Linked DNA regions of Sus scrofa: region 2 is linked to region 1. The links are chromatin contacts, called in public Hi-C maps. All regions are on one chromosome and are shown on one strand. Each heading gives the region's core, a stretch centred on a gene start, on an enhancer-like site or on the middle of the called end of the contact. The rest is flanking DNA. Distances are from core to core; before and after follow the strand shown.

What was found. A called contact is a pair of places that touch in the nucleus more often than the background predicts.
Region 2: a contact with region 1 is called in a Hi-C map of embryonic fibroblasts, with 2.6 times the contacts expected there. The contact joins the promoter of APP here to the promoter of MRPL39 in region 1. A contact is called at or near these places in 5 of 47 Hi-C or Micro-C datasets (embryonic fibroblasts, epiblast stem cells, fetal skeletal muscle and 2 more) and 1 of 2 datasets of contacts at active chromatin or transcription factors (alveolar macrophages).

Annotation. Positions count from the first base shown.
Region 1 is chr13:189,164,160-189,167,637 of Sscrofa11.1, forward strand. It overlaps MRPL39 (39S ribosomal protein L39, mitochondrial), which reads right to left and starts at 2,143. Exons shown (of 10, transcript XM_003132745.6): 1 at 1,551-2,143; 2 at 532-738. The coding sequence starts at 1,614.
Region 2 is chr13:189,714,049-189,717,317 of Sscrofa11.1, forward strand. It overlaps APP (amyloid beta precursor protein), which reads right to left and starts at 1,904. Exons shown (of 18, transcript NM_214372.1): 1 at 1,807-1,904. The coding sequence starts at 1,863. It overlaps LOC110256540 (a long non-coding RNA gene), which reads right to left and starts at 1,800. Exons shown (of 2, transcript XR_002338172.1): 1 at 1,471-1,800; 2 at 1-557.

The DNA of each region.
Region 1 (3,478 bases), core at 893-3,392:
ACACAATAAATATTTTTACCCCAATCACACTCATCTCATGCACATCTCCACCCACACATTTACTACAGGTACGTGTAAATGTAAACAAAACACAACACACACAGAGGCAAGTGCAAGCAGATAAAAGATGTCGGTTAGGCTCTAAAGAGCAGGAAAGGAAAGGAAGGCAAAAAAGCGAGCCATCTGAGGCCAGAGAGGTCCCTCTGTCCCCAGATCTTTTAATGGGACTCACACGGTGACTGCTCACATTCCACCAGAGTGTGTCTAAAAGGGGCAAGCACACTAGTAGCAATGCTTTCAGGTCTGCCTTCTGCAGAAACCCTAGCACTCTAGACTCAGCCAGATGCAATCAAATCCAGGACAACCTTGCCAGACCCATGGACAGCTAAGCTGACAGCGAACACACAGCAAGACAGTAAGGGGAACTTCCAGCAAGTTCAGGAAGCAATTACAGCATCTTGTCTCCTCTGCCCTAGTTCTTCCTCTGATTTATGTAAAATCATCAAAACGGTATCCTGATTCATTACTTACGCATGGCACAACTATAAGGAGTTGAAATGTTTTTATTCATCACGAAGACAGTGCCAGGGTCAGTTTTCCCAACGTGTTTAACTTCAATCTTCTCAGTCCGGGGAGTTAAGGATAGCTGCCTGTTTTTCTCTTTGTTAAAGAGATCATTCTGCATCTCTATCAGTTCGGTCGGTGACAGCTGAGAAGCTGGTGATGTTGCTATCAATCCTGGGCAGAAGTTACAATAGATGTGAAGACTGACATAACAGTAACTTAAAAATGAATATGACAAAATAAATAACCTACTAACCTACCCTGTTCCACTCCCACATCACTACCCTCCTACAACAAGAGCAAGAGGCAAGGGAATTTTAAACGCCCTTTATCAAAATGAGCTCATCGGTAAACTTACACCCTTTCCAATACTAATCATTAAAACGCCGACAGAAGAAAACTGCAGCCTGCCCAGATCCGCACCTTCATTTCAACTGTGCTCTCTCACCATCGAGCTCCACTTCCCAGTTTCCTCGGCCGTATCCCGATCTGTGCTTTACAGTAAGGGCAGAAAGTAACCGGGAAGGGGAGTCCAAACCAGACCGGTCATTGGGAAGGTGAGCAAAGTTGTCGCTTGGAAAAGGTCTTCGGGGACATGAAAGCTCCAAGAGACTGGAGGTCCCGCGCGCAAACCTCCCCGTATCTAAATCGAGAAATGCTGAGTTTATTTTCCAAACCCCAAATCAGAGGTCCCCTGATTTAGTTCTCCTGATTTGCCTCAAATCGGGCAAGCAGGTACGAGTGTTCCCACGGGGAAATCAGGACGTGTATGCACCGGCACATGGGCTCTTCCCCCACCCCAGAGCCGTCCCGCCCCCCTAGGATCGGTACCCCCAAGGGCGGGAGGGCACGGCCGCCACAGCACGGACTTAAAGACCCTCCTCCGCACCAGCGCGGCGGGGCCTCCCAGGATCGGCCTCTGGCCCATTCTGGGCGGACACCACCTCCTAATCCTGGCTCCCGTCCCCATGGCCGCTGACACTCACTCCAGCCAGCCTCGCCGCGGGGGACGGCCCTCCAGAGCCGCAACCCCCAAGCCCCCATGGCCATGGCCTCCTTCCCGAGCGCAGGAACCGCCGCGCGCAGGTCCTGCTCTGTCTTCTTCCCCGGAAGCTCGGAGCGCGCACTCCGGGTTCCGTCAGGTAATTTCGTTCCGGGGCCCGGCCCCCGGCTGCATCTGCCACTAGGGGGCGCGAGAGTCAGTGGCCGGAGGTCCCGCGTCTGGAACCCGGTCTTTTCCAGGCGCTTGGAAGGTGACCAGAGGTCCTGGACGCCAGAGTGGCCGGTCTGCCACCCTGTGGGCTCTGTGGGAGAACAAGCATCTCTTTTGGAGCCTCAAAGCCCGAAACGCACCGTCACCCTCCGTCCTCCACGGGTTCGATCACCTGCTTCTTGCAAACAATATTTCTGAGGATAAAAAGTGAGGGACGGTGACTTCTGTTTTATTCTTTCATGGTCAGCCCTGCCGGCTCTACCGACGACATCTTCCAACTCGTGGCTTAACTCGATTTTTCAAGGGTGAGTTCTTAGGTTGGCTGGAGTGGGTCTGCGCCTGGCTTCTCCGTTCAGTAGGACCACAAAATGCGACCTGTAGATGTTGGAGGGAACTTGGTAATCCGTAGAGCTTTACAAATTATCTAGATTCGTTTTATATACTATAGAAAGAATATAGAGAACATATTAAGAGGCATCCCATGTCAAAGTGCGGGATTTTTGTTTCTTGCTCATTGATGGATCCCAAGCTTGGCGCATAGTAGGAACTGTATGTATGTTTGTTGAATGATTTGAATGCCCTTGCATTCAGCGCAGTCCGATTTCTTTGTCATACTAGAATGTTGCTTCTATTGAAGTAAGCATTCCCGAGATGAAGCATGAAAATGTTGTTATTCGATGTTTTGTTTTGAATAACAGCAGTTTTGGTTACTGCTGTGGCTTTACTTAAATCGTGTGCATTGACAAACTCAGCCCAGGGCCTCCCCACCTAACCCACCCCGCCTACCCACCCCGCTCTCCTTCTGCGCCTGGACTTGCAATTGGAATACACCACCACCAGGTGGCGATACTGGTTAAGGAACAGATGTCACTATCTGCCTCCTGTGGGGCAGCTGGGGGAGGGGAGTAGGTCCCAAGGTACAAACCAGCATAAGATAAATAAGTACTGGGGATGTACGTACAACATCATGACTGTAGTCGACAATTCTATGGGGGTATATTTAAAATTACTAAAGAAACCTGAAAGTTCTCATCACAAGGAAAACGGATTTGTTTTTGTGACTATAGGAGGTGATGAAGGTTGACTAAACTTACTGTGCTAAGTAATCGTTTTGCATTATAAACATATGTCAGATCATTATGCTGTACACCTTAAACAGTGCTGTACATTAGTTATAAAACTGGAAGGAGGGAGTTCCCGTCGTGGCGCAGTGGTTAACGAATCCGACTAGGAACCATGAGGTTGCGGGTTTGGTCCCCGGCCTTGCTCAGTGGGTTAAGGATCCAGCGTTGCCATGAGCTGTGGTGTAGGTCACAGACGCGGCTCAGATCCCGTGTTGCTGTGGCTCTGGTGTAGACCGGTGGCTACAGCTCTGATTAGACTCCTAGCCTGGGAATTCCATATGCCGAGGGAGCAGCCCTAGAATAGGTAAAGAGACAAAAAAAAAAAAAAAAAAAAAAAAAACTGGAAGGAAAAGGAGTCAGATCTGTCAAGGCATAGACCCAAATATGTATGCTGTATGTGTGGGCTGTGTATCTCTGACTTCCTCCTTAAATTTGCGTAGTTATTCCCTTGACACTCTTTGCTTCATTCGTCTTTTAGAATCTGCACTATTTAACCCCATTTAGTTGCCTTCATAACATTTTAGAACAATATTAAACAAAGCCTCAGAACATAAATTTTAGCGAGGTTTTTTTTTTT
Region 2 (3,269 bases), core at 654-3,153, 550 kb after region 1:
CATTTTTAAATGGAAAGCCAAATGCTTCGACTCTTAAAACAATCTGCCTTAACAAGCCCCCAGGTGATTCCTGAGCCACTTGTAGGAAAAAGGCAGAGGGGGAAAAAGTTCAATGACCCTGTAAATTAGGGACTAAACAGCTGAAATGGTGTGATAGTCCGTATAATCTCAGTTACACTACGGGAAAACATTTGTCCAGAAATTGCTCTTTTGGAAAATCCCATGAGTTAGGGGAAAAGGAGGGGGAAAAATGGGGAAAGAGAGGTTACAAATGCTAAGATACCAAATGGGAACTCAAATGATGCGAAATACGTTTTCTGCCTCAACTGCCAAGCAAATAATTTCTCAACATCTTCAGATGAAAAGGAAAATAGTCATTTTGCACAGGCGTTAGCTGAATGTTCGAGAGTTGGATGAATGGGGAGGACTTGTTATACACCTAGTGGTGGGTGGATTTCACCAGGCTGCAGCCTCCACACAGCTTTTCTTTGCTGCACTGCAGAGGCGCCATCTTCTCCGTCTTAATCTTCACTCAATTCAATCCTTTTATCTGCACCCTAAAAAAAAAGACCCTGAGGACCCTCCCCAGCAGTCCGCGCCCCCCGGGGAGCTAAACCGGACTGCCCAGCACTGCCAGGGAAGAGGCCGCGCCTTAATCAGACAAACGCCTCCTTTGATGCACAGGAAGAGAGCTCGTGGCTCCCCACCACCCGCCACTGCCCCTTCCAGACGCACACTCCACTCTCCGCGTATTTCTCCCCAAGGACTTTACAACCGAGAACAGAATGAGCAAGCCTCGGAGGTGATGGGGTGGGGGGAGGAAGTAGAGGGGCCCAGAGGCTCGGCCAGAGTCGCCCCAGCAGCGCCCCAGCCCCCTCCGGGACGGGCGCGCAGCGCGGAGAAGGGAGTCAGGCGGGAGCCTCGGTGGCGCACAGACTAACTCAGCTCAGCCCACCGCGCCCCGGGCTGGCGAGGGCGGGGTGTCGCGGCTTTTGTTCCCGGGGACCTTCCTTGTCCCTCTCCCGGAGAATGTGAGGGTGCGAGCGAACGCCCGGGATATTTAGGCTTGGGGAAGGTGCGATGTGGCTGTGGATCTCCGACCCCTCCCATCTCTCGCAACTTAGCACAAAAGGGAGACACAGAAATGCACAAAGTTTGCCTGCCGAGGGTGGTGCCTGACCCTGCTTGGGGTCGCACTCAGGAGGCAGCCCCGAGCAACCGAGAAGAGGGAGGAGGAGGAGGTCGGGCAGAAAAGGGGCGGTGGGGATGTGAAGGGAAGGTGAAACCGCGGGGGAAAAGCGAGGGAAAGCGGGGGTGGGGGGGTTGGGGAGAGAGATGACCAGCTTCCCAAGCCGTCCCGACTCCTCCCTAGGGCCCGAGAGAAAGGGAAAGGCAGCGATTAAGAGCTGGGGACAGGATCCAGGGACTGTGGGTTTTCGGCTTTTCCCACGTGCTCCCTCCCCCACCTACCATCTGGACGTCTCTAGCTGCCCCGGGTCCCCGGTTCCGAGGCAGGGACTAAGTCAGGGTCTGAGCTGCAGATAGCCTCCTCCTCTTCTCTCCCCCGACTGAAGCGGACCCGGGCTCCCGACCCCTCACCCGCTCCTTCCCCGCGGGCCGGAGAGCGCGTCCCCGGGGCAGGGCTGGGCCAGAAGCGGGGATGCGCAGGGTGCCCGCAAGCGGGGGCGTAAGGCCTGAGGAGAGTGGGGTGGTCCTCGACTAACCCCAGCTTCTCTGGGTTAAAGACTTGGATTAATCGGGTCTCCACTGTCCCCCTCCGACCCCATTCCGAGGCGCGGCACCCACCTCCAGCGCCCGAGCCGTCCAGGCGGCCAGCAGGACCAGTGCCAAACCGGGCAGCATCGCGACCCTGCGCGGGGCACCGAGTGCGCTGCTGTTCGCGTGGGATCCGCCGCGCCCTTGCTCTGCCGGTGTCGCTGCCGCTGTCTACGGTGGCCCCGCGCTCGCGCTGCCCCGGGTGCTCTCTCCTACCGCTGCCGAGGAAACTGACCGAACAGCAGCGCGGCGGCGGGGCTCGGAGCCCGGGCGAGTCAGCTGATCCGGCCCACCCCGCTCGGCACCCGAGAGAGACCCCTAGCGGAGCCGCCGGGGAGCTGCGCGCGCTCGGCCGGGAGGGGCCCGCGGCCCCCGGCGCCCCCGGCGCCCTCGGCGCCCACAGGTGCGGGGCCCTCGGCTCCCGCCGGGTCCCCCCGGCTCCCCGCCCGCTTCCCTGGCCTGGACCCCTCGAGCAGTAGGAGGGAGACTCTGGGGCCGGGAGAGGGACCGTGCAGGATCAGGGAAAGGTGAGTCGTAGGACGACTGGGCTCCAGAAAAGTCGGGAGCGCTCCCCGCTCGTTCCCGTGAGCTTGACTCATCCGACCCCGCAGGCCTCTCGGGGGTGTCGTATAAATGGGTTGCTGCTGGGGTGCGTTTTTATCCGCATTTAATTTTTTGTCTCGGTTTGGAGAGGTGGGGGAGGCGTTTCTGGAAGAGACTGAGAACAAGACTAGCTTAAAGGAAATAGGATTTCTTTGCTTGCTAGGAGAGCAAAAGCCCTCTTTTTTTTTTTTTTTTTTTTTTTTTTTTTTGTCAAAAGCAGCCACGAGCAACCTGGAATTTCTATCTTTAGACTGAACCGAAGGAGAAAGGCGCCGGACCAGGAGAAGAAGCGGCGACCTATTTACTTCTCCTTGAAAGAAGGGTTTTTAATTTTTTTTTTAAATTTTTTGTTTGTTTTTGTTTTGAGAAGGGGACAGTCATCTGGGATTTTTTTTTTTTTTTTTTTTAAATCAGGCAGGGATGTAGTGTCCATCTGAGACGCGGGTGAAGTGAAAGAAAGGTTGTGGAAAGATGATTTCTCCTCGACCCCCATACCTCAGAACTTCTGACCTCCAACTCCGTCCTTGTTCCTTCTTGTGTCTGCCCGGGATTACAGAAGTGAACCTTCTAGGGAAGCCACTTTCTCCTAGGTTAAACACAATCCACCCATGGTCGGGTTAGTGTCTGGTGAGTCTAGAATGGTCTAGAACTGCCCTGCTCTTGACCTGAAGGACAAGCCACAGTCCACAGGGGCGCTGGTGGGAGGGAAAGAAGCCACAGGCTCAGCCGTGGAATCGTGGCTCAGCCGAGGATGCCGGCTTCCTTCCAGATAAGATAACATTTCTGGGCCAGCTCCCCTGGATATTGTCTTCTCTCTTATTAACCCCGTTAGGCATCCAAGCTGGTCCCTTGAATTACTTTCTCTCCTGAATGACCTTTGAACCTCCTCA